4 separate regions of the Pan troglodytes genome follow, and all the other regions are linked to region 2. A link is a contact called in public HiChIP or PLAC-seq data. All regions are on one chromosome and are shown on one strand. The core of a region is the stretch at or near the end of the contact, and the rest is flanking DNA. Distances in the headings are between cores, read along the strand shown. Region 1 holds the start of RAP1GDS1 (Rap1 GTPase-GDP dissociation stimulator 1). Region 2 holds the start of TSPAN5 (tetraspanin 5). Region 3 holds the start of EIF4E (eukaryotic translation initiation factor 4E). Region 4 holds the start of STPG2 (sperm tail PG-rich repeat containing 2).

Evidence for each region. HiChIP or PLAC-seq counts read pairs in DNA pulled down with a chosen protein or histone mark.
Region 1: a contact with region 2 is called in an H3K4me3 HiChIP or PLAC-seq map of stem cell-derived excitatory neurons, with 3 times the contacts expected there. The contact joins the promoter of RAP1GDS1 here to the promoter of TSPAN5 in region 2. A contact is called at or near these places in 1 of 7 Hi-C or Micro-C datasets (stem cell-derived neural progenitor cells) and 1 of 1 datasets of contacts at active chromatin or transcription factors (stem cell-derived excitatory neurons).
Region 3: a contact with region 2 is called in an H3K4me3 HiChIP or PLAC-seq map of stem cell-derived excitatory neurons, with 4 times the contacts expected there. The contact joins the promoter of EIF4E here to the promoter of TSPAN5 in region 2. A contact is called at or near these places in 1 of 7 Hi-C or Micro-C datasets (stem cell-derived neural progenitor cells) and 1 of 1 datasets of contacts at active chromatin or transcription factors (stem cell-derived excitatory neurons).
Region 4: an H3K4me3 HiChIP or PLAC-seq map of stem cell-derived excitatory neurons shows a contact between it and region 2, with 8 times the contacts expected there. The contact joins the promoter of STPG2 here to the promoter of TSPAN5 in region 2. A contact is called at or near these places in 1 of 7 Hi-C or Micro-C datasets (stem cell-derived neural progenitor cells) and 1 of 1 datasets of contacts at active chromatin or transcription factors (stem cell-derived excitatory neurons).

The regions. Positions count from the first base shown.
Region 1 is chr3:99,702,150-99,708,830 of NHGRI_mPanTro3-v2.0_pri, forward strand. It overlaps RAP1GDS1 (Rap1 GTPase-GDP dissociation stimulator 1), which reads left to right and starts at 4,399. Exons shown (of 15, transcript XM_054683209.2): 1 at 4,399-4,663. The coding sequence starts at 4,660.
Region 2 is chr3:100,084,812-100,091,226 of NHGRI_mPanTro3-v2.0_pri, forward strand. TSPAN5 (tetraspanin 5) reads right to left here and starts at 3,726. Exons shown (of 8, transcript XM_001165628.8): 1 at 3,209-3,726. The coding sequence starts at 3,289.
Region 3 is chr3:100,358,713-100,365,502 of NHGRI_mPanTro3-v2.0_pri, forward strand. EIF4E (eukaryotic translation initiation factor 4E) reads right to left here and starts at 5,336. Exons shown (of 7, transcript NM_001246470.1): 1 at 4,383-5,336. The coding sequence starts at 4,400. LOC104006140 (a long non-coding RNA gene) reads left to right here and starts at 4,668. Exons shown (of 7, transcript XR_008547570.2): 1 at 4,668-4,748.
Region 4 is chr3:99,585,557-99,591,941 of NHGRI_mPanTro3-v2.0_pri, forward strand. It overlaps STPG2 (sperm tail PG-rich repeat containing 2), which reads right to left and starts at 4,004. Exons shown (of 14, transcript XM_054683204.2): 1 at 3,533-4,004. The coding sequence starts at 3,641.

The DNA.
Region 1 (6,681 bases), core at 3,149-5,648, 380 kb before region 2:
TCTCGGCTCACTGCAAGCTCTGCCTCCCAGGTTCACGCCATTCTCCTGCCTCAGCCTCCTGAGTAGCTGGGACTACAGGCGCCCGCCACCATGCCTGGCTTATTTTTGTATTTTTAGTAGAGACGGGGTTTCACCATGTTAGCCAGGATAGTCTCGATCTCCTAACCTCGTAATCCACCTGCTTCAGCCTCCCAAAGTGCTGGGATTACAGGCATGAGCCACCGCGCCTGGCCCTTATAGCTGTTCTTTTATAGCATCTAGCACAGTGCTGAGCTCAGAAGAAATGTTCAATAACTACATGACTGATTTTAAAGTGGTATATCCCATCTAAAAACTGTATGTAATCTAGGTCTGTTGTTGCCTGAAGCATGTAGACATTAGTTTGAGGTGACAGCCTATGAAAACAATTTAGATTTTACAACATTTAGAAAATGGCTAAAATATTAAATAAATGGAGAGCGGGGGAGAAAGAGGTTACATTGAGGTTAAGACATTTCAGTTGTTCAACCTGGACTAACTTGATCTCACCAATGAAGTCTCTGAAAAATAAACAGTTTAGGCAGAAGGCTGTTCACTGCCAAATCATTTTCTATCACCGCAAAGTTCAATTAACTACTCCAGTGAAATTCCCTTAAATGATATTCAGAACATCATGGTGAACAGGAGGCAATCAGTTCCCTATTATACTTTTAAAGAACATTCTCTCCTCTCTTTCCACTTCTTGTTGTGTTGCCCCTCCTAATAGATTTCCTCTAAAGAATTTAAATCACCTTCTAACCTCTTTAAGCTTACATGCATCAATGAGGTAAGTTATAAGTCTTGCCAAAATGTACTGCTTCTGATCTTTTCTAAAAGACATTTTCCTTGATACTCCCCCATAACAGCTATTTAGTAATCATAAACCAATTTTCAACAGAAATTGTTATTCAAATAAATCTGTGATACTTTATAAATATGACATTTCCTAGACTGAAGTTGAAAACCTTTGCACTGGGCCAGAACTACCTTTGTTTTGTAGCAGGCCTGATAAAATCCTGACCATTGCCTAACATACAGTATGGGTATTAGTAGATCGATTTTGGAAGAGTCTCTTGACATCAGGGATGTCAAGAGATGTAGAGATAAGGTGTTGCTATCTTGTACTGGCTGCTCTCAGAATCCTGACCTCAAGTGATCCTCCCTCCTCGGCCTCCCTAAGTGCTGGAATTATAGGTGTGAGCCACCATACCTAGCAAATTTTTATTAAGCACTTGCTATGTGCTAGCACTATTTAGGCACGGGGGTTATAATGGTAAATACAGCAGACAAAAATTATTTCCCTAGGAGAACTTACATTTAAATGTGGGAGACAGTCCAAAAGCAAAATATATATTATCTTATTGATAACTGCTAAGGAAAAAAAATAAAGTATAGAAGTGGGGATATGAAATGGGAAGCAGTGTTGAAATTTTAGAAAAGATAACTAGGGAAAACATCATGCAGGTAACTTTTGAATAAAGACATAAAGGAAGAAAGTAAAGATATGAGACAGAAACATTATATTCTTATAATAGAACAAGAAAGGAGAGAGGAAGGGAGGTGGCATTGTGTGTGCAAGGAGTAGGCAATATACCAGTCTGGAAGTAATTCACTTCTGCATATAACAATCAGTATTGGTTCTCACTATGGTTACAACATCGGTGCATTAGGACTCAGTATATGCACTAAGCCTGAACAATCCTTTGGTTTTAATTGGCAGGAAGGCTAGGGAGATGGCTTCTAGATTGAAGTAGAACAAAAAAGGCACTTTAACTAGTGTCAGATGGGAGATGAGAAAGCCACTTCAGCTGCTTTTGCTAATTTCAACGCGTACATCCAAATAAATGATAGAAGATACTCTATGAAATTATTGTAATATGTAATTAGATAAGGAAGTAGGAAAAATAAAGCAAGTTAACTTGAGAATCTGAAAGAGATTAATGAGTGTTAAGGAGAGATGAACAAAAAATGATGAGCAGCAATGCAAAGGCCCAGGCTGGTCTTCTGGAGGAGTAATAAAATGAATGTGTAACATGGCCAGATGTGGGGGCAGTGAGGGGCCCTGAGGGTGGGGTCTGCATTGGTGTATTATGGGTTGAATTGTGTACCCCTCCCTGATTCTTTATTTTTATTTTTATTTTTTTTGAGACAGGGTCTTGCTCTGTGGCCCAGGCTGGAGTGCAGTGGTGCGATCTCAGCTCACTGCAACCTCCGCCTCCCGGGTTCAAGCGATTCTCCTGCCTCAGCCTCCCAAGTAGCTGGGATTACAGACACGTGCCACCATGCCCAGCTAATTTATTTATTTTATTTATTTTTTAGTAGAAATGGGTTTTTGCCATGTTGGCCAGGCTGATCTCCAGCTCCTGACTTAAGTGATCTGCCCTCCTGAGCCTCCCAAAGTGTTAGGATTACAGGCGTGAGCCACTGTGCCTGGCCCTGGCTAATTTTTTGTATTTTTAGAGATGGGGTTTCGTCATGTTGGCCAGGCTGGCCCGATTCATATGTAGAAGTCCTAAGCCTTAGTACCTTAGAATGTGACCTGATTTGGAAATAGGGTCATTGCAGATATAATTAACGTCCATGAGGTCATACTGGAGGATGGTTCGCCCCTAATCCGTTATGACTGTTGTTCTTATTAAAAAGGGAAATTTGAACACACAAGCACACTGGGAGAACAGCTATGTTCAGATTGGAGTTACGCTACCATATGCCAAGAAACTATCAGAAGCTAGGAGAGGCATGGACGAGATCCTTCCCCAGTGCCCTCAGAGGGAGTACAGCCCTGCCTACACCTTGATTGCAAACTTCTGGCCTCCAGAATTGTGAGATAATAATTTGTTGTTTTAAGTCACCCAATTTGTGGTATGTTACGGCAGCCCTAGGGAACTAATGTAGTGCGATTATTTTAAGAGGCAAACAAGAAGAACATCCTAAGAGTGAGGTGCCTGATAGTCTCGTGCATCAGAAAAGTCCCATATATTTGACTTCAGCAGTTAAATTGTATTTTCCTGTTTTACCAAACCTTTTTAATTATCGTTTCTTGCTGTAGAAAAATCACATAAAATCTGCTCTTTGCTTAACAAATTACAGGGTCGCTTCTGATTTGTGTGCTCGAAATACTAGTCACCAAGCAGAAACTGATGACTGTGAGAACAGGCGACTAATTAAAAAACAAACAAAAAAAGCCCTTTCTCAACATTGGATTGACCGAGTGAAAGTTGACAGGGGAAAGACACCTCGATTCAGCTATCTTTCTCCAACAGGTTGTACTGCTGACTGCACCGTCTCCCCTGAAGGACTGCGGTCGCTGTAGCCTTGGAGAGCGACCAGATTCCTCACCCCACTCAGGAGGAGCCAGGGCAAGATTAGGGTGCAGAGAAATCGGTTTCCTCCAGCCTCCTACCCCAGGGCAGAGGACCGAAGCCAGCCCCGGCCTCACGTGCATGCCCAGCCGGGAGGACGCCCTCAGTGGGAGAGCCCTGCTCAGGTCCTCCCCGAGGCCGAGGTGGTGGTGGTGGGAGCGGGCGGCGGCCCCGGGATCACAGGACCTCCGCCAGGTTAGCTTTGGCAGTGCCGCAGCCAACCCAGCAGGACGCTTATTTTCAAGCCTGGGGAACGTAGTTCCTCCCGCTTTCACAGAGAGCAGGATGGAGCCCGACGGCACCCCGGTTAAAGGGCCTTTCCAGCGCCCTCCGGGGAACGGAAGGCCGCGCTCCTCCGGGAGGGAGAACGACACACTCTTCGAGGAAATCCTGGGGCGGGCGCTCTCCTCGCTGCCGGGACCTTTGTTTCTAAGCTGGCCACAGCTAGAGCAGACTTAAGTGTCCCAATGACACGCCTGCTATCGAGCGCCCTCCCGGCGGCCCCTCCTCAGCCAGCTGCCAGCGGGCGTCCGCAGGTGTCCCCAAGAGGCGCAGGCCTAGTCGCCTACACGTCCTTTCCAACTTCGTGTCGGGGCGTCAGCTTTGGCTTCCCACCACCCCTCCCGGCTCTGCGGCGGCCCAGCCTCTTCTCCGGTTAATTCCGGCCTGTGCGGCCCGGTCGTCCCGTAAAGAAGGCAGGCCCGGGTTCCGGGTGAGGGGTTGGTGGGTCAGGGTGGGAAAGCAAGGCAGCGGTGAGTCCTCTGCTAGCAGATCGGGCTCAATATCACCATTCCCTGCTTTCTCCGGGCCCGCCCTCCGCCTCTCAGACGGCCGCCATGAAGATCCTCCGCCGCGGCTGCAGCCGGTCTGCAAACACACGCCCACCCGCACGCTTAGCCTCGCTCGCCACAGAGGGAGGGGTGGAAAAGGCACTGGGCATGCTCGTTGGGGAGGGCGGGGCGCTCGTGGGCCGCGAGTCGGGGCCGGAGCTCTTCAGGCCGGCTCCCGCGCCTCCGCCGCCCGCCCGCTCGGAGCCGCGCCCGCCGCAGGCTGCGCCCGCCAGCCCCGCCCCGCCCCGCCCCGCCCCGCCCCCCGCCGCTCGTCCCCGCCGCGGCCGCGCCGCCTGCAGCAACACCAGCTGCTCCTCCCCGGCGGCCGCCCCCCGCGGGTCCCTCCCTGGCTGCGGGAGAGACGGAGGTAGAGGGAGGACACAGAGCCGCGCCGCCCGCACCGGAGACCTTCGCCTCGCCCCGCCGGTTCCTCACCCTCGGGGAGCAACATGGGTAAGTCATCCTTCCTCCGCCGTCATCGCCTGACATTTTTTTCTTTCTCGGCGTGCTGCAGGGTGGGAAGCATTTCTCGCGCAAAGTTGCCGGATTTCTCCAGTCCCCGGGTGTGAGACAGTGGCTGTTCCTCCGGGGAGAGTCGGCGCACGCGGAACGCACGCCGGGTGCCGGGGCTGGGAGGGTCCCGAGCGCGGGCTGGGGTGGGGTCGGCCGCGGGCCGGACCGCCGCCCGGCTCCCCGGCACCTCGCAGCCTCGCCTCCCCTCCTCCATTCTTCCTGCCGGTGCCCGGGCACCACGGAGCCTGCCTCGCGGGCTCTCATCTGCAGCTCCATCCCCGTTTCTCCAGAGGCCGCCCGCTTCCTTTTCCCCCGCGTCTACTGAGCTCGAGGCTCGGGTCCGACCACGACCACTTCGTGTAACTTCCTTCTCTGTCAGTGCGACCTTTCCCCGTCGTGGAGACTCCTTATCCTGGGCGGGGAAGTGGAAGCAAGTAGTTTGTGAGGGAGATCTTACAACCTGCACGGAAATTATTTTCCAAGGGGGAGAGCGGACAGCCTCATAGGTTGAAAGGATGACTTGTCAGAGGCCACGAGGAACGTGAGGCAGGATAGAGCCGCTAGCTGTTGAATTAGTGCTGGGTGACTACAGTGTGCAATATTCCTGTGCCCAGCCTATTTTCTGGATTCCTTCGTCCGTCTTCTGTAGCAGGAAACTGCGCCCTGTAACGTTGTTACCGAACTTACATGGTAGTTATTCTTTCCCAGCTTCCCCCTGTCTAATCTGCATAATCTGATTTTAGTTCCTTTGTATTTATAGTTAATCTGAAGAGATTGGTTTGGATGAGAGATTTAAGAGCAAATATGTTTTATAAAACGATATATACATTTGACCTAATTTTTTTACATCATCTATTGCTTAACTGTTACATTCAGTAATCACAGAAATGTCTGATGAATGCTGTCATGTAATTAAGAGCTCAAAGTTTCTTTTAATAGTAGCGACTTGTACTAAGTTCCCCAGTTTGCTTCCACTCCTGTCTGTCATAATTTCCTCTTTTTAAAATTTGCTCCCTTGGCATCTGTCAGCTGGGACTTTTCCCACCCCTTCTGTGCGAGTTATTTAAAGCTTGAGATGAATGTGGTCCTTTCATCTGTTAATACAGTGCTCAACACGTTCAGAGTTAGGTGGTGCAACTCAGAATCTTCAAGAAGTATCTAAACCTGGGAATGGTGTCCATAGAGTTTTCTGGAACAGCAAATGCTTCAGGCTTTGATCCCGACCTTTGGCCATATATCTGGAAGAGGCCAGGGTTGACGGAGGAGGTGGTATGAATCAAAAAAGGTCTAGGGCTCTGAATTTTATTTTCAGTTAAGTTGTTTTTTCTTTTTAACTTGAGTACTCGTTATGCTGAACAAATTTCTGTAAAAATTGGGTGGCCCATTTATGCGTGTCTCCCTTTCTCTTAAAGTAGATTTTTAAATAGGTATTATATCAGATTATTGGACAAGCTGTATATTTCCGTCGAACATACACACGTTTATGTGTGTTCCCTTTGAACATACACAGATAAAATATACTTTGAAATAAAATTCCTTTGAACATACATACACAGATAAATGTGTGTATGTTCAAAGGAAATATACAGTATGTCCAATAACCCTATCTGATATTGGACTGTAAGTTCAAGTTTGGCTTGCAAAATATATTTTCCCATGTTTCCAGGTGAGCCTTAAACAATCCATTTAACATTTTAGCTTACATGTTAAATCTGTACTTTTTCAGTGGAAAAAATCCAATTCCGTTACAACACTGGTGAATAAAAATACCTAAAAGAAACGAAATTATCTACTTAAAAATAATCTTCAAAATCTTGAATGCTATTGCTTGATTTTTAAAAAGGACCAAATAGAAACCTATCTCTCATTTTGAAGCCATCTCTGATACTCTTTGGTTAATCTGTCTCTTCATAAGCACTGTTTGTACCTTGTTAGAAGCTTTTTAGCACTTACATAAT
Region 2 (6,415 bases), core at 2,476-4,975:
GGTTCAAGTGATTCCCCTGCCTCAGCCTCCCGAGTAGCTGGGACTACAGGCACCCGCCAACACACCTGGCTAGTTTTTTTGTATTTCAGTAGGGACAGAGTTTCACCATGTTGGCCAGGATGGTCTTGATTTCCTGAACTTGTGATCCGTCCACCTCAGCCTCCCAAAGTGCTGGGATCGCAGGCGTGAGCCACCGCGCCCAGCCTTGTTTTGTTTTTGTTTTTGTTTTTTGTTTGTTTGTTTTTTATGAAAGGATCTTTGAGGAAGAAATGAAAGTAATAAAACTAGTCTTCAGACAAGTCTCCCTAACAGAAAATGTCTATAATTTATCACGTGTCCTGGTATATACTACTTCTGTTATAAATTAGTGGCCAAACTCTTCTATTTTTCTTCTCCAGCATATTGGAACTCAAGAAACTCATTCTGTGTAAGAACTAGAAAGAACGTTATAACTCATCCACCTCCTTCAATTTAACGCTGAGAAACTGAGGCCCAGGCAGTTAACTGATGAAAAGCCAAACTGCTGATCAGGAAAAGAACCAAGCTCTCAGTGCTGGTGCCACCATATGTTCAATTTTATTTTACCAGAACTATACCTTTGAATGTCACCAGTGTATGTCAAATGTAGTCTAGCAGTTCAGTGTGAAAATGAAAATTAGGAAACCATGCTGTTGGCAATCTCTTCTTCATAATTGTATGGGAGTAGCACCGAGTCTGCTGTTTTTGGCAATCACAGACAGGTTGGTGACTCTGTAGAGAGCAGAGGTGTGTAACTTTTCAGAAGCAAGCTGCCAAGCTACTGACCCCTGCTTTTCAGTCACTAACATCTTAGTCTGAATTACTTTAACTAAAACCATATGGTTGCCTTTCTGTTGATCATCACTAGAGACCATGGTACAATAAAGCAGGAAATTTAAAGATGGGGTAATTTTGAGGCAGAGAGCAGGATAGGAAAGGTATGAGGGAGTATCTGAGAGGAAGGCTTTGGGCACAGAGAGGAGAGGAAGGGAAGGCAAGAGGCAGGGTAAGTGAAGGGCCCTCATAACGAAGGCACTCACTTAACAATTCTGCCTGGGGCAGCTAGTTTAGTCCCATAGCCTAGGTCTCCTTTCAGGCTTCCCATACTCACCCACCCACCTATGAAGACCTTCACAATCAGAAAACATGCGGCTCTATTCTGGACCTCTCCAAGCAAGCACTCTGCAATTCTTTGAAGCTCTCTACAATTCCAGGGGTTTTGCTGCAACCTAATCCATAGAAAGGGCTAAATTTGTCTCTGTGCACTCCACAAAATTACAGCAAACTGTCAGGGAAACAGACCCAAATCCTTTTATTTCCTTACCACCCCCTGCTAGGAAACGGCAGAGAAAGTCCCTGGGTGCTTTTTGTTGCTGGGTAGCTAAAATGTGCAACTTTTAGAAATGTTCAAGTAGAAACAAGAGGCCTGAACTCACTACCCCAAAAAGAACCAGTCCCAGTTCGGTAGTCCGTGCCTCTCCAAGTCACAAAGTTTCAAGTTCCAATCAAATCAGAATATCTTACTCAAAACCGTGGCTACCCACCACTTTTAAACATTTTCACAAATGGAGAAGGGGCAAAGAAAGAAAACAATTTCTTCTTCCTGTATTTGTAGCAGTGTTTAATTGCAGGGAGGTGGGTGACTGCTCCCGGGAATCATGCACAACACTGGCAAAAAACTGCCTGTGGAATGATCGGATATGACATCCATTCATGTGTCCCCTCATTATCTTTATTAGTCCTGAAGACAGATGACATGCTGACACGGAAAGTGGTCTCCAATCCCTTGCATTTCCCCTCACAAAACATACATGACCAATGCAAGGTATTGTAATAGAAAACCGAAAATAAAATAACCTGGTAAGAGTGCGGTACAAAAAAAGAATATGAAGAGCCGTATTGACAACTATTCTCACAGATGTATATACGTACAGCAAACAGCCCAAATTAAAGGAGAATCCAAATAAATACATTCCGTGTTCAGACTGCTGTGGATAATTATTGATCCTGCAGTTGCAGCATTGTTTACCTCACACTGAACAGCAACTTAGAGAACCCCCTACCCAGACAGCCACCATCTTTACTTTCTATGGAAATGCGGGTGCCCACTGAGGAAGAGGATGAGATGGGATGAGAAGGGGAAGAAAAATAACATGGTCTTTGAACCAACGTTTTCCCCTTGTCCTGGAGAACTCTTTGTCTGGCTGCTGAACACGTTTGCCAGATCAAGGAAAAGAATCAAAACAAACAAACAAACAAACAAACAAAAAGAGTAGGCGTCCCAGCCTAATTACAATAGGTTCCCAACACATTGCAGTCCCAAGCAGAGCATCATTTGAATCTTGTGTTAAAGCATTTGCTCTCTCGGTTCCCCAATAAAACATGCCTCGCACACCTTCTCCCTTGCATTTCTACAAAGGTTCCCCCAAAACGGCCCGCTCTGTGTCACTCCTTTAAAAATGAGGACGTGGGACACGAACACACTGAAATATATGTTGACGGTGACTTATTATCCTGACGATGATATATACATACAAATAAATCCCTCTACCCCGCACCCCCACTGACCAGTCCATTACGCACAGGGAGCGCTTTCCAGCTGAAGAGGAGAGGGTGCAGGAAACGTTATTTACGTGCACATTACAGAACCATATACCACGGCATCTGCATCCTACACAAAGCCCGAGATGGTGCAAGAAGATACACGCTGAGCATGGCACAGACCAGCCGCGGCAACACGGAGCCAAGCCCTCGTCCAATCAGATCGTTGTTAGAAGGTGGACCTCAGGGTCGGCCGTGCCCGATTAGCCTTCCCTATTATGACACCACGCTCTGCCCAACATCCATATCCCACCGAGAGCAAATCCAATTCGTGTGGTTGCTTATTTCTCAAACTGCCGAACCCTTTCTTTTATCTGCATCCCTGCTATTCGTTCCTCAAAAAGCCACCAGAAGGCCTCGGTGCCCCCTTTCCGCCTCGATTTCTCTTTTTACCTCTTCCCATTCCTCGAAAGGATTAAATGTTTATCTCTCCAACGCGCAAGCTGGAAAGGCGGAAGGCGAATGCCTCTATGCTGCTCCGGCAAGCGCCCGCGGGGCTGCGAAAAGTAAAGGCAACGAACAACGTGGGGGAAATCGTCGCGAATCGATCGGCCACAATAGTTGGAATCCCAGGAGCGCTCCAACTTACCCAAAATATGACATTGAAGCCAAATATGAAGTATTTGATGCAACAACTGACTTCAGGACCCTTGTAGTGCTTCCCGGACATCCTCTGGGTTCATGAAGACACTTGCCCCGGCAGCCCGAGTTTGGAGCTCCGAAGCACCGTTGCTCGGAGCAGCCCGGCGGGGAGCAGGAGCTCAGGGACACCGCACGGGGCCGCGGCGCTGGCGGCCTGGGCTCAGCCGCGCGGGGACCGACCGGCGGAGAGCGGCTCCCGCACCTCCAGCCCCTCGCGCGCCGAGGCCGCCGGAGCCGGGGTGGCCGCGAGAAAGCAGGGAAGCCGCGCGCTGCAAGCCCAACCCTCGCCGACGCTAGCCCCGAACACAAAGCGAGCGCCCGCGTCCGTGCGCCAGGCGGTCTGTCCGTCGGTTCGTCCCCGGGCTTCGGGCAAAGGCGGCCGCGGCAGATGCTGGTGGAGACGCCGCTCGCTTGCTCGCCCGCCCGTTCGCGCGCGCCCTCCCACCCCTCGCTCCGCCCGCCTCTCGCTCCGCCCGCCTCTCGCTCCGCCCGCCCGGCCGGCTGCTCCTCCGCCCGCGCCGCCCGCAGCTCCGCCCGCCGCCCAAGCCTTGGCTAGGCGCGCGCGCGCACGGGGCCGGGCGCTCCCGGGCGGCGGTGGCACCACGTAGCCGCCTCCTTCCACCGCTCGCTTTATCCCCGCCCCTTCTCGGGCCAACCCCAAGCGCCGCTGACCCCGAACGTCGCTGCGGGGTAGGTAGGGGGTGGGAGGGTGGAGGACCGCAGGCGAGAGGGAGAAGGAAGGGCGCCCGGGGAGCAGGCTGGCAGAGTGACCGGGATTGATGAGCGGCGCAGCTCTGGAGGGACGCGGGCGAGAGGGTCGCTCCTCGGGGAGAGGGCTGGGTGAGTGAGGACCTGCGAGCCACCCCCGACACCCCTTCCAGGGTAGCCACACTGGCGCCCCCTTCTCCACCTAGAGAAGATGTGATGCCACTGGACAGGGAAGGAAAGTCGTCGTGGACTTCGCTGAGTGGAAAAGGGGGTAGTTGGGGAAGGTGGAGAAAAGAGCCACGGGAAGTGGGAGGAAAGGATGAAGGGATGGGACGTTGCAAAGGAAAGCTTCCTGAATCCCTGTGTGACTCTAACCCAACCTCCCCACCTACCGGAGAAATGGGTTTTATCCTAGAAATGGGGACGAGGAAAAAGAGATGGCTCAAGGGAGTCCTGGCCCGGGATGCGATCCTCGCCCTAGGGTCTATTGCAACCACACAAACCCGGACAGCGCACGCTCCCCGCTACCCCGACAGAATAGTGCCTAAGAAACCTGCTTGCCTCCTAACTCTAGGAAGGAATCCACAACGGATTCCAGGGAGGTCTTCTGGGGAATCTGAATTGGGTTTTTGGATCACGAACCATTAAGCTTTTGAACTCTGGGGAAGAATAGAACAGGTGGCTGGAAATTGTTTTAGAACCCTACCTGAGCAGGTGTGCTCATTAGTTGCTTATCCGCCCTCCTCCTGGAGCACTTTCATAGGTGTTGGCAAAGCAGGTACCAATATTTCACGGAAGGAGAAGGAAGAACCGCCCAGGACTGTGTATAAATGTCTATGGGAATATTTTTAAGGATTCAAAAGACTAGAAGGAGGTGAGATCAAAAAATTTTTCCAGCACCACCCAGTGCAACCCGATCCTGGACACAGAAATCTAAAAGATGATATTTAAATACTTGAGTTTGAGAGCCTCTAGTTATAAGGTTTCCTACGTAACAACCTCTCACTTTTCTCAAAAACTGGCTAGTTGACAACCAGCAGTCAAGTTTTGGCTAGTCAAGAAGCTACTGTTGCCTGCAATAAACCACATTTAGAGATAGTCCTGGGCTTCAGCAGGATTGAGGCTATATTGAGGTCACAAGTATGAACGAGGTACCCACAGAGATGGGAGGGCCAGGAGATCCTACTCATTCGGTACCTCAGAAGCTATGACACGGGATAACAGTGGCTTCAGCCCTTTGGATGAAATAATCCTCACTCCTTCAAAAGTGCTCTCCACCCACTCAAAACACAGGCCATACTACCACCAATCTGGTAGGCTTCAAAAGTAAGGTCTTTCAGCAGCAGATTTCCTTGTTAACAGGAAGGCACTGACAAGCTTTACCTAAGCCTATTGGAGCTATGTTGTAATTCTGTATATAAATAGAACAGTCGCTGCAGGAATACCGGATGAGTCAGAAGAAAGGTCTGTCCTAAGCTGATGTGACACATTTCAAAAGGACCAGAAATTAGATGCAATTGATGACTGAGTTGATCTCTAAGTGGATTTATCTTTGAAATAAAAATCAGTGGATATCCCATATACCCCACCCCACACCCTCCCCCATTGTCAACATCCCCAACCAAAGTAGCACATTTGCTACAAATAGTGAACCTACATTGACAGATCATTATCACCCAAAGTCCATAGTTTACATTAGGGTTCACTCTTGGGGCTGTATATTCTATAGGGTTGGACAAATATAGAATAACATGAAACCACCCTCATAGTATCATAGTATCATACAGAGTATTTTCACTGCACTAAAAGTCATCTGTACACCACCTATTTATCCCTTCCTCCCCCCAGTCTCTGGCAACCACTGAAGTTTTACTGTATCCCTGTCTCCTTAGTTTTGCCTTTTCCGGAATGCCATATATAAGGAATCATACAGTATGCAGTCTTTCTTTCAATTTTGCTGTGAAACTAAAACTGCTAAGAAAATAAAGTCTTGAAAAATCAATGGAGAAGGGAAAGGTAAGATAACTAATCAGTAATTTGGAGGGGGGGTGGAAAAACTAATTGAATTATCTCATTTCATATATCCAAAATAAGTTCTATAAGGATTAAGGAGTTAAATATATTTTAAAGCAGACCAGAAGAAAAAATATTTGTCAAACCTCTGTATAGAAGTATTTCTCAACTTAGAGGCAATAGAAGGAAATAATCAATGGATATGATTGGGTAATATCTTAAACACTTCTACATGTCCAGCTTTTTTTAGTGTAAGCTAAACCAGAAAAAAAATTGGCAGCAAACATGAAAAATAAAAACCTGAATGTCTATATTATAAGTAGGGCTCATAGAGCTATAGTAAAATATAGAATCGCAGTGATTGAGCATAAACAGAAAATAAATCATATAAGAAATAAAGTATATGGGGAAATTAATCTAGTAATCAATGAAG
Region 3 (6,790 bases), core at 4,086-6,585, 280 kb after region 2:
TCTCCTGCCTTGGCCTCCCCAGTAGCTAGGATTACAGGCGCCTGCCACCAGGCCTGGCTAATTTTTGTATTTTTAGTAGAGACAGGGTTTCACCATTTTGGCCAGGCTGGTCTCGAACACCTGACCTCAAGTGATCCCCACCCGCCTCGGCCTCCCAAAGTGCTGAGATTACAGGCGTGAGCCACCGCACTCAGCAAGTATATTTTTTTCTTTTAATTGAAGAAATCTGGAATATGAACCCCAGAGCCAAATTTACGTGGATTATCGAGGAACTCTGATATAGTGGGTTCTTTCATTAAGCAAAAAGCCCACTAATTTGCATAGTCTGGTTGGCATTCAATTGTTCATTAATATGAATTATATAGTACAACAAATATTTGTCAATATGTATATAAACCTTATTTACTCTAATTAATAAGCTGTGTAGTACAGAGCATGTTTCCAAAGTATAAAATAGGAAGCATTAAATCAGCTGATTGTCCAAGTTGATTCACTTATGAAATCAGTGTGGTTTCAAAAAATTCAAGAGCTACAATGTAAAAACAAGTAAAATTATATACTTTCAGTTAAGCTAAAGAAACCAAAATTAATCTCTTACCTCAAAAGGAACTACAAGTCAAAAAAATTTTTTTTTAATTCTAATAATGAAGGATGTAGAATGAAGATAAAGCTACAAAGAAACACGACCTACTGGAGGTAAGATGGCCTTGCCATTTTCACAGACTAATATTAAACCTAATTTTGACCCAGCCACAATTCAAATGCCGATAGAATAACATCAGAGTACCGTTTGCCCTAACGTTCAAATTTTTGCCAAATTATCCGTTAAGAGGTAAAATGTTTCCCTTAATTTTCCCTTTCAAGCTTCTCAACAAATTTAATATTTGTGGGCCACATCTTCATGTAACTCAACTCATACAAAGAGAAAACCACACAATAATATCAAACTGAAAATGATATTTTATGTAATGTCCACAGACAAAAATCATCCAGATACCTATGCATGATGGGATAAGCAGGAAAAGCCCATGGCTCTTTTTAAGTGTTTATGATTATGCACAGCAGAAAACCATTATGGAAGCTCACAAACTAGCTGAAGTAAGAAAAAACATGATTTTTGCAGCCTTCAGCAGGGGTATCTCAAGTACAATCCAATTCTAATCAGTTGCTTCAAAAAAAAAATCCAGGCGAGGCTCGGTGGCTCACGCCTGTAACCCAACATATTGAGAGGCCAAGGTGGGAGGACCACTTGAGTCCAGGAGTTTGAGACCAGCCTGGGTAACCATCGCGAGATTCCATCTCTACAAAAAGTTTAAAAATTATCCGGGCGTGGTGGCCTGCGCCTGTAGTGCTTGCTACACCAGAGGCTGAGATGGAAGCATCTCTTGAGCCCAGGAGTTTGAGGCTGCAGTGAGCTATGATCGCGCCACTGCACTCCAGCCCCAGCAACAGAGCAAGATCCTGCACCCCTACACACAAAATCCAACTATTTAAAACTGTCAAAAATAATTCCACATAACTAGCCTGTGCACAAGGGTATATTAAAAGTACTAAAAATTTTCAGGCCAGGCGCGGTGGCTCATGCCTGTAATCCCACCACTTTGGGAGGCCAAGACGGGCGGATCACCTGAGGTCGGGAGTTGAAGACCAGCCTGACCAACATGGAGAAACCCCATCTCTACTAAAAGTACAAAATTAGCCGGGCGTGGTGGCACATGCCTGTAATCCCAGCTACTCGGAAGGCTGAGGCAGGAGAATCGCTTGAACCCAGGAGGCGGAGGTTGCGGTGAGCCAAGATCGCGCCATTGCACTCCAGCCTGGGCAACAAGAGTGAAAGTCAGTATCGAAAAAAAAAAAAAAAAATTCATTTCTCACTAAAACTAAACACTTCGATACTATTTTACATATATTCTCAAAATACTTTAGTTTCCAGCTTCACACACTTTGTTTTTAGGTTCCCCTACTCCCCAAATTTAAACATAACATCCAAATCTCCCAAAGTCTGTACCAGAACAAATACTGTATCACTAACCACATCCCTAGGAATTAAGTTCCTTAAGGGTTTACATTCAACAAGACTCACATCTTGTATAACTTTGTATCCTAAAGAACACTTGGTACAACACCCTGGATATATCAGGAGCTATTAATATTTACTAACTCAAAATATAGTCCTTCATCACTTTGCAGTTCTGCTCTGTGCTGCTGAAACAAAACTGCATAAACTCTGCAAAACTCAAGGGACCTAAATGTGACAGAAACCTCACAGAACTCCTTATTGTTTTATAGTTTACAGTCTCGTAGCCTTGCCCCTATTACCAGATGTAATGCTTTTTACTGACACTAGTGTAGTGGAGTAGGAACAGATCTAGACAAAAGTGGACATCAGAACCTGTCAAGGGGTTTAAAATGTATATTTTACACACTTATCCTTCATTAGTGTTATATAACATTAATGTCCTAAAGTCAGTTAACTGTAGCAACAACTTATGAGTTTTTCAGTCAATTTAATTCCCAGGAACATAAATGAAAACTGGTGCCAATAAAAAAACAAGTAAGCAAGCAGAGAAGCTGCCTTGAATTTTGACAAGGTAAGGATAGTTTACACCAACGCAATGAAAAATAAGCCTTTGTGTAGTCTATAAGAGTTTTTGAAATAGTTTTATAAAAGTCTTTAAAAGTGCCGGGTGAGGTGGCTCACGCCTGTAATCCCAGCACTTTGGGAGGCTGAGGCGGGAGGATCACTTGAGGTCAGGAGTTTCAGACCAGCCTGGCCAACATGGTGGAACCCCGTCTCTACTAAAAATACAAAAATTAGCCAGGCACGGTTGTGCGCACCTGTAATCCCAGCTACTCAGGAGGCTGAAGCAGGAGAATCGCTTGAACCCGGAGGCGGAGGTTGCAGTGAGCCGAGATCACACCACTGCACTCCAGCCTGGGCGACAAAGCAAGACTCCATCTCAAAAAAAAAAAAGTCTTTAAAAGTCAAAGCAAACTGGTAAACCATTAGCAAAACCACAAGCTACCATGAAAAGATACACAAAAGTATCTGGCAACCAAGGTCTAGAGCTGGTTCCAGAGTGTGAAAGGTTTTCTGATTGCTAATAAACCCCATTATGCACACAAGATATCTTCACTTAGCTGTGTCGTTTCTAAAAAGGCAACAGGGCCCAGAAGTTTCAGTGAGCCAGTCCTGGCAAACCCAAATTATGAAAAATATACCCTCTGCTTAAAGATTAACTACAAACCTACCCTGGGACCAGCTTGCTTCAGTTAAGTTTAAAATGGTGCCTAAATTGAAATGAAAGTCTGTAGCATAGATAAAGAGAAAAAAAAAGTCAAATGGAAAAGTAAATTTAAAAGTTTCTATTTCCAATAAACTGCGTCTCAGAAATCTTCCAGGAGATAAAGACTCGGAAGAACAGAGGGATTGAGACCCATTCGCATTCTCTGAGGCGTGCGCACTGCGCGGAAAGGATGAATGAATGGAAGACGAGCGCGTGTGAAATGCAGCAGGTCCGGCCGGCAAGCCGACCGGCTACAGCGATCTGTAGGCCTCGCTCCTCCCCCTTCCCTCCTCCATGACAGCCCAGTCCCAAGCATGGAGGGGCGAGGACAATGTGATACCCCTTCTCACCACCACCATCCCTCATTCTACTTGGAGAGCTTCACCGTGACACACGAGTGTTCCTTCCCACCCCAAACCTTTCTCGCTTCCCCTGGCGCAAACACCGGCAACTCTCCGGCGCGCTGGATTAACAGGCGCTCGCCCCTCTCAACTCCCCTAAGCGAGGTCGAAGCTCCTCCGCGCGTGCCGCGGCACCACTCCCGCCTAACCCACCCTCCGGCAACACTCGCCCACCAGCTCCCCAGTCCACCGGTCTAAGGAAGACGTGCGCGCGCTCCGCACCCGAGCCCCGGAGCTGGGGTTCTGCAGGGAGGGAAAGGCTGCTCCAGGGCTCCCTCCTCCATCTCACTCCAGGCCGGCTCGCCGCCCACCCTGCCTGCGGATCCCAGTACTCGCTGGGAGCCGGCCCCGCGCCTTCCTATCATGAAGACACCATCCCCGCATACCCAGCCCAGAACCCCAGCTACCCTCCACCCTGTAGACACCTCGCGGTTCCGCAGGAGGCGCCACGCCGCCCCTCCCCCACACCGCTCCCCCAGTTCTCGGGCCCCCACCAGAAAGTGTGCGCTACACGCCGCCTCGGCCAGCCTCCGGGACGTCCCCACTTGTCCGCGGGAGGTCAGGTCCAACATGAGGGGGAGGGGGCGGCAAGGGGTACAGTGCGCGCCGGGAACGCCGTCCCGCGGAGTCCCCCAGTCAGAAGGAAGACAGAGCGCGGGGACCCGTGGGGGTGGGGGCCAAAGGCAATACTCACCGGTTCGACAGTCGCCATCTTAGATCGATCTGATCGCACAACCGCTCCAGAAGGGGGGGTAAGAGGAAAAAAATGAGATTCAAACCGGATTGGCCAGCTTCTGGCCACGTGACGGATATGTCCGTTTGGCCCTGGCGGCGCCTGCGCAAGACTGCGGCTGCGTGAGTAACGAGAGGCTTCTGGGAAGTGGAGTCTCTCCCCCACCTTTTTTTTTTTTAAGGTAAAGAAATTTTTTTTAAAAAGGACTGGTCACGTGGCCGATGGGTAGGGTGCGCGGTTCTCAACGCGGCGGACACTCGCTTGCTGGAGGGTGGTTTCAGTCCTCTGCTCTTCCGCCTGGATAGCTGCGGTCACACTTACTGCCAGGCAAGCCTACTCTGCCCTTTGTCGCCCTGTCCTCCCATCTTCCCCGGAAGGTTGGGAACTGCAGGCTCAGCACACACAATAAGGCTTCATTTGCTTAGTTGAGGTCCCAGGACAAGTTGCCTGTGTGTTTATTTAGTTTTCTTTTGATCTCCCACCATTTTCTCTTAGTTTCAAAAAGAGGCGGCGATGCAGAGTCGTTTAGGCAATCAGCCCTCCCACGTCCCCTGGCTCAGCTAATGCTGGTGGTCATTCGTTGCCATTTCTGCGAAAGGGGACGGACGGAACCGCCCGCAGTACTCGCTTGCCACCGGCTGGACGAGGGGGAGGGACGACAGCTTTTACTGTCCCAAATCCTGAGATTAAGACCTCAGGGCTAAATCTTGCGTGGCGGTAAAAATTATTTGGAAGTTCTGTGCAACCGTTCCAATATTCCGCTTTTACGTGCACGGAAATAGCCTAAGTCCAGATGCCAGCCAGGGAAGCCACTCCGGGCCCCGCTGACTAAGCCCTGGACTGATGGTCTGGAGTCTTTAGGCCGGGTCAACTATGACTCTTGACGTTGACTCATTCTCCTTAGGCGAGTGACTTAATCGCTCGGCGTCTCAGCTTTTTTATTTATGAACCAAAGGTGATGATACACTTACCTCACAAGGGTGTGCTTTGTAATGACTGTAACCGGCTTTGAAAATGCATCGGACTCTAGAAATGATTCATAATAAGCAGCTGCGTGCCTTCCTAAAGATCAAGTGCTTCTGCTTTTTTTTTTTTTAGCAAAGTTTAAATTTTTTTCTGTTTACTTTGTTTGATTATGATGTACACCAGTGTAGTTTTAAATGTTCAAGACCTTTTTTTTTCCTTTACAACTGCAGCTGCCCTCAATAGAGGCTTTAACGTTCATGAAATTATTGTTATGCTCACAACAATCACTGGCAATCAGAAATTTGTCCCCACACTGGCATCCTACATTTCCTTTCCCTCTAAGATACTGTGCTATCATTTCTCAAGACCATGTTTTTTGCACAGTTTGGCTACTAATAACAACAAATAGAGATGAAGAAATCTAGTAGACTCCTAAGGTTCTAATGAAGAAGACACTGTCTCATTACTATTTCCCATGCTTTTAAATAATGTTGACACCAGGAAAAGGAGTGTATGCAGGCTGCCTGTGCCTGTCTGCTTATAGTGTTAATGAGGTCCAGAGCTGTGTCATACCTATTATTGAGTACATAATGGATGCTTGAGTTGACTAACACATAATTGAGGCTGTATGAGAACTCAAAGCCATTGCCTGTTCATATGTTTTGGTTTACCTGAATATCAGAAGTGATTAATGAAAGCTTTTGTCTAGTGGGCTTAGCTCTACTAGGTTTTAAAGTAGATAGAATTAACAAGCCAGGCGCAGTGGCCCACGCCTGTAATCCCAGCCCTTTGGGAGGCCAAGGTGGGCGGATCACCTGAGGTCAGGAGTTCGAGACCAGCCTGACCAACATGGTGAAACCCTGTCTCTACTAAAAATACAAAAATTAGCCAGGCATAGTGGCACCTGCCTGTAGTCTCAGCTACTCAGGAGGCTGAGGCAGGAGAATCACTTGAACCTGGGAGGTGGAGGTTGCAGTGAGCCAAGATCCCGCCACTGCACTCCAGTCTGGGCGACACAGCGAGACTCCATTTCCAAAAAAAAAACATAATGATAATAAACGGATAAGTGGATTTCTACTTACAGAGACTATCTACTGTTACTTAGACTATCCAAAATAATTCTGTTGACCGCGTTGTTATTTTCTGCTGGTTAGAAGTGGTGTCAGGTTACCTTCTTTGAAGAGAAAAAGACAGCATAGATGTCCTATTTTCCCCTTCCCCACCCTTCCCCACCCTTCCTCTCCCTTCCCCACCCTTCCCCTCCCTTCCCTTCCCTTCTCTTCCCCTCTCTTCCCCTCCTCTCCCCTGTCCTCCCCTCCCCTCCCTCCCCTCCCCTCCCCTTCTCTCTCTCTCTCTCTTCCTTCCTTCCTTCCTTCCTTTCTTTTTGTCTTTTCAGGGTGTTG
Region 4 (6,385 bases), core at 2,754-5,253, 500 kb before region 2:
ACTTCTGCATAGTCCAACGTGTTACTGGTCCTAAAGGTAGGTGAGGTAGTTTGTACCTAGGAAAGAGATGGTAGCTACTTTTAAATTATCTTTCAGAGAATCCAGCAGAGAAATCACTAAAGAGATACCTGTTCCTTCTATTGATTATCAGCATATTCTCTCTTAGTACTGCTAAAACAAAATGTATAGGATGCAGCTGCTCAAATTTCCCCAGCATGGAATTTCCTACTTTATCTCATAGATCAACAAGACACTATCCTATAAAACAGTAAAAGGGTTTTACCACACACTCCTTACTTCTCTCTAAGCAAAGTTACAAGTTACAAGAGTTTTAAATTATGCTATATGTGGCTCATTATATTTTAATTTTATTTCAAGATTACTGTTTGTTTTTGAACTTATGTGTTATGGTATTCAGCTAAAAACTAGGAATAATGGAGTAAAGATCGTGGTTATTGCCCTCAAGCAGCTCACATTTTAGTGGGTCTGCCAGATAAGTTAACATTAATTACAATATAGAATCAAAGTGCTATAAAGGTCATTAAGGAGTCAGAGAAGAAAAACCTGAGAAAGAGTAGTCAGTGAACAACTTCACTTTAGCTGAATCTCAAAGAATAAATACAAATTAGCCAAGTGAAGAAAGAAAACAGTGTACTGGACAAATGTATCAGCAGATACAGAGGCACAGAGGTAAGTGAGCATGAACTTAGGAAAACTGTAAAGTTGAAATTGCTGAAATGTAGGTCAGGTGGAGGTGGAGGTGTGGGAGATGAGGTCAGGGCCCAGAACATGAAGAACATTATAAACAACATTAAGGAGTTTAGACATTAACCTTGATATTACAAAGGATTTTTTTTTCACAAATAATGTAATATATCTTAGAAAGATCACTCTTGCCACAAGATAGAAGATGGATTGAAGACTGAAATAAGGAAAAACAAGTAATATTTTATATGTTTAATTCAAAATAGAAATAATGAGAGCTTGAACTAAGTCAAGGACAGCTAAATGGAAAAGAGGAACTAATCAAACAGGCACTGAGAAGATAGAATCATTAGGTGTTAATGATGAACAGGAGTAGTCAAGGAGAAAAGAGTCTAGAATAATTCCAAAACTTAAAAAGTTTATTATAGAATAATAGGGAATTTTTAAAAAGGGACCAGTATTGCTGGAAAAAAATTTTAAAAGGGACCAGTATTGCTGGAAAAAATTATGAGCTCAGACACTTAAAACTTCAGATACCGGAGACCATCTAGGTAGAGATGTTCAAAAAAGTAACTGGTTATGACTCAAGGACATCAACAGCAACAAAAAAAGAATTAAAAAGAAGAGAAAAACAAACAAAAGTGATTGGCAGTGTTGAAAGCCGAAAGATTAGGAGAAAGCTCACCTTAGAGACATAAATCACCTGTATCTCTTAAGATTTCCTTCTGGGAGTCATCAGAATCAGAATATGGATAGCAAATGAGAAAGTACACACGAGAAAAGTAACAAGCAAAGGATTGGAAGTACAGTATATAAACATTTAAAGATGTGTCAAATGAGGACTAAGCTCTGATTTTTTTTTATTTTGCCCAAATTCCTATCTAAGGGATCTAGGGAGTCACGCCCTACAAACTATACATTCTTATCAGATGGATTTTATTTAATCCTATATATAGTGGCTTACTTTCCAATCTGACTCTGGCATAACATTATGAGACAAGGAAAAAAAATCAAAATGTTTTACCTAAAAATATATTTCCTTGCTATACCTTGAAATTGCCCTGCAAAGTGTCTTGTGGGAAAAATCAACACTCTATAGAGAATACCCTTTCCCCTTCGTTTTCCTTCCTTTCCAGATCCAGGAGATAATCAACTAAGAGCCAGGCACTCTTTTAGGTCTGATAAGAAGCATTTTACAACCTGCTCCCTCTCTCTGAAGTCTGCTATCTGAGAGTTTCCTCTGCACAACAAAACTTGGTCTCCACAATCCTGTATCTTAACCTGAACATTTCTTTTGATGCCAGTCTTCAGATAGACTCAACCAATTGTCAACCAGAAAATGTTTAAATTTACCTATAGCCTGGAAGCCCCCACTTTGAGTTGTCCCACCTTTCTGAACAAAGCCAATGTATTTATTAAGTGTACTTGATTAATAACTCATGCCTCCCTGAAATACATAAAGCCAAGCTGTACCCCAACCACCTTGGGCACATGTTCTCAGGACCTCCTGAGGGCTGTGTCACAGGCCATGGTCACTCATATTTGGCTCGGAATAAATCTCTTAAAATATTTTACAGAGTTTGACTCTTTTCATCAACAAGAAACATAAAAACATTTAAAGAAGGCCATGAAGGACTGCTTGGAGAGGGGGAGAAGATGATGCCCTGATTCGGCATTTAACAAATGTTTATTAGGTCCCAATCATGTTCCAGACACTCTTCCAAGACAGTAGTTGGGGAAAAAAAAAACAGGAGAAAATGATGTTACATTTTGGAAAGAAGTGTTTCCAAGAATAAAGTGGTCAGTTATGTCAAAATTAAGGATTGCAAAGTGTCATAGGGGGTCATTGTTAGCCATTGTTAGGGGAATTAATGCTTATAATGCCCAACTCCATTAAAATAAAGATAGAATAAGCTGCAAGAATAGTGACACCAGATGCTGTGAAGCAGTACAATTCAACATGTGAAACACTGACAGAAGTCAAATTTGTACTCCACCCCAAGAAACCTAAACCTTTCCTTATCTGATCAGTTATGTAACAGAATAATGGATCCTGGCATTTGCTTGAAAATACATAGTGTAGGTATGGGGAAAATGTAGGTTAAGAAAAACTATCATTTGGACGGTATTAAGCTCCAGAAAATCATCAGAATAGAAAAAGTAGAAAGCAAAATTGATGTATTTATTTTTGACTAAGTCACTAACTGCAAACAAACGAGGAGAGCAAATATTATTTAAATTATCCATCCCCACTCCACTGGTCAAAAATATAATTTTTCTTTACAGAATGTGGAGAAAAGGGGCTCCCCTGAAGTGTGTTAAAAGAGATGAGGACGGTCAGAAAAATCTGTCTGAAAAAAAAACGGAACTATCTTTAAATAATACTGCAAAATAGAAATATAAGCTACATCTTAGTAAATAAATGTCTCTGGTTAATGGGAGGAAAGATGTGAGGCAGGCAGGATTACAAAGCAATGAGACAGCGGGAGGTAAAGGCACAGGATTTGGAGACTAATATATTATGTCAACACAGCCAGGAAATCAAAATCCTAGACCTAAACTGCACAATCAAAAGTAGGATGTAGACAACTATTGTGGAATCAAAAGTCCTAGCCATATGCTCACCAGCCTTTTGAAATGGGACAAGTGATACTATCAGTCTCATCTGTAAAATAAAAGTATAGTGTTTTCCCTGCCTACTTCATGTTTTGTTATGTTTACAAAATGGTACTATTCCGCTCTATGTTTAACTCACAAGCACGCAGAAGCGGAGCAGGCTGAAGATAGGATGCCTGTCACAGGAGCTCTGCCTCTTCCTACATCTTACCTGTCGCCTGCTGCTTCAGGAAAGGTACCTGGTAGGATCCAGGACCCACATGGGCCTCAGTGCTGCCACCTTCAGCCAATTTGAGCAGGCGGGGAGCCCGATCATACATAGTGCTCGGGGTGGTGGGGGCGCTGGGGAAGGGCAGGTGCCGAAAACGATAAAAACAAGGCGGCTAGAGGTGTGGAGAAAAAGGAAGCCGACACCAGTCTGAGGAGGCCGGGACAGAACTTCCGTAAACAGGGAAATTAGGGGTGGGGTTGTCTCCCCGCCCGCTCATTGATACCAGATTTCCTCAAATCGATTTCTAGCTCTGTGGTAAAGTAGAGGGGTGAGCGACTAGAGATTAGACGTCCCACACAATCATCAGTTTGCCAGGTGCACGCCACCAAAATTGGGCATTAGGGATTAGACGCTCGCCCCGGTGCTTCCGGCCCTGACTCCGCCCACTTCTCTCCGCCCGGAAGCCTGGGGAGGAGGCGGGCCCAGTCTCTGGGGAGGAGGCGGGCCCAGTCTCTAGGGAGCGAAGTGGGGGTGCCTTCCTGGGCCGAGCCCTCGGAGCATGCGCACCGAGCCGCCACCCTTTCCCGGCTCTTTTTACCCGGAACCCGGCGCGCCTTGAAGAAGGCAGGCCTAAACCTCGTAGCTCTTGGGGTCCCGGTAACTACTTAGGTCCCGAACTTTTTTAAGTGTGCAGAAGAACCTTAGAAAACGCGTTAGGAAGGGTGAGGACTAACTTGACCTTGATCTGCTTCCCGATTCAACAGAACCTAGTAAAGAAAAATGCAGTAGCATGAAGCAGAGAGCTTGGGGTTCCGCAAGCTCTCCCCCGCTTCTACTGCAGCCCCACTCGTACTCACAGAGAAAAGGCACCTCTGATCTTAACCTGTAGATAGTCCAAACTGCTAAGACAAACCCAGGGCTCAGGGCAGTGACAAGAAATGGAGAACCCAGAAAAAAAAATCACAAAGAAGATAAGGGTAAAAAAGAAAAAAAAAAGAAATGAGGACACCAGGCAAGGAGGCAAAAAGCTCACCAACTGAAGCCGTGGAAGTGACTGAAAGCTGCCTCTTTTGTCGGATGCCAGGTAACCACAATACTGATTCATCAATATTTATAAAGCAAAGCGAAGGCACTGAAAAAGCCCAGTCCACCCCACCAAACCAATGGTTCTGAACCTTGGGCAAAAGAAACCTAGCTTGTCCTTGGGGCTTAAGGAATCTACGTCAGAATCCACCTCTGCTTCTCGCAGGCTGTTTTTTCTAGCAAGAATTCTGTCCAGATTCTAAATATCCTCAGAGGCTTAGACAAATCCTACCTTGATCATACCTCACCTCCAAATGGTCTACAGTACGTTAATTTGTTCCTACTACAAGTTTTTATAGTTTTCATACTCTGTAATACACGATTTGCCACTCAATCCTGTGCAACATTTACTGTGGCTTCATTGTGCCATATATGTCGGAACCCTCTCCTTGCGAGGCTATATGCTTCTCAAGGATGTATCTGTAATACCTTTTTTTCTGTTCAATAGCTAGCTAAATTATTTATGCACTTAAAAAACACGAATTGGCATATACTGTAGGTTCCATCCCTGCTAAGTTATGAGGATACAAAGGCATAAGAAAGTCCCTGCCCTCAGGTGTTCTCTCTCTAATGGGGAAAGAGACGTATAATCCAATGGCTGGCCATTGATGGCCAGCTGATCAATGGCCAGATCCTACCTAAATATTACACACTGAAGTGCAACCTATATACTCTTCATAATTTGGTAATAATTGGTCTCTCAAAATTCTGCATTCTTAACAAAAAAAAATCTTTCTTTTAAAAGTTTCTATGAGGCCAGGTGCAGTGGTTCACACCTGTAATCCTTAATCCTAGCACTTTGGGAGGCCCAGGCAGGAGGATTGCTTGAGGCCAGAAGTTCAAGACCAGCCGGGGCAACATAGGGAGATTCCACCTGCACACACACAAAAATTTTTTTTTAATTAAAAATTAGCCAAGTAGGAATTTGAGATTACAGCAAGCTATGATGGTACCACCGTACTCCAGCCTGGAAGACAAAGCAAGACCCTGTCTTAAAAGAAAATTGTTTATGAGAACACTTGGACACAGGAGGGGGAACATCACACACTGGGGCCTGTCCTGGGGTGGGGGAAGGGGGGAGGGATAGCATTAGGAGATATACCTAAAGTAAATGACGAGTTAATGGGTGCAGCACACCAACATGGCACATGTATACATATGTAACAAACCTGCACGTTGTGCACATGTACCCTAGAACTTAAAGTATAATTAAAAAAAAAAAAGAAAATTGTTTGAATTTCCTTTTCAAACTATTCAAATAGTATGAAAATTTCTATTTCCTTGATGACTGTGGCTACTCTCTATATTTCCCAGCTATTATTTCCTCCTTATGGTTCAGTAATGAGAATGGTACACAGTATTTCAAGATTGGAAAATATTTTTTAATGAGAAAAATAAATCTTTTTCATTATCTCTCATTGTAAATATTTCTTCAATAGTCTGGAATTAGTATACTAAAAAAATAAATTTGTTAACACAGAATTATAATTACATATAAATATGAAATAATTTGGTTCAGCATTTCTCAATTCCTCCAAAAGTTTTAATGCTAATTAACCACACTATATAACCATTTTACTGTATTAGTAATTCCATAGATGGAATTTTTGTTTGAGCTAAGATTTATTGGAGTTCAAAATTTAGGTTCTTTCCATTTCTCCCTGCTGGCGTATACCAGAATAAACTTCAAAATGAAGCTTGAACAAGAATAAGGTCCAAGAAATTAAACTGATTCAATACTGAATATGTTGGCTGCAATGAAGAAGAGAA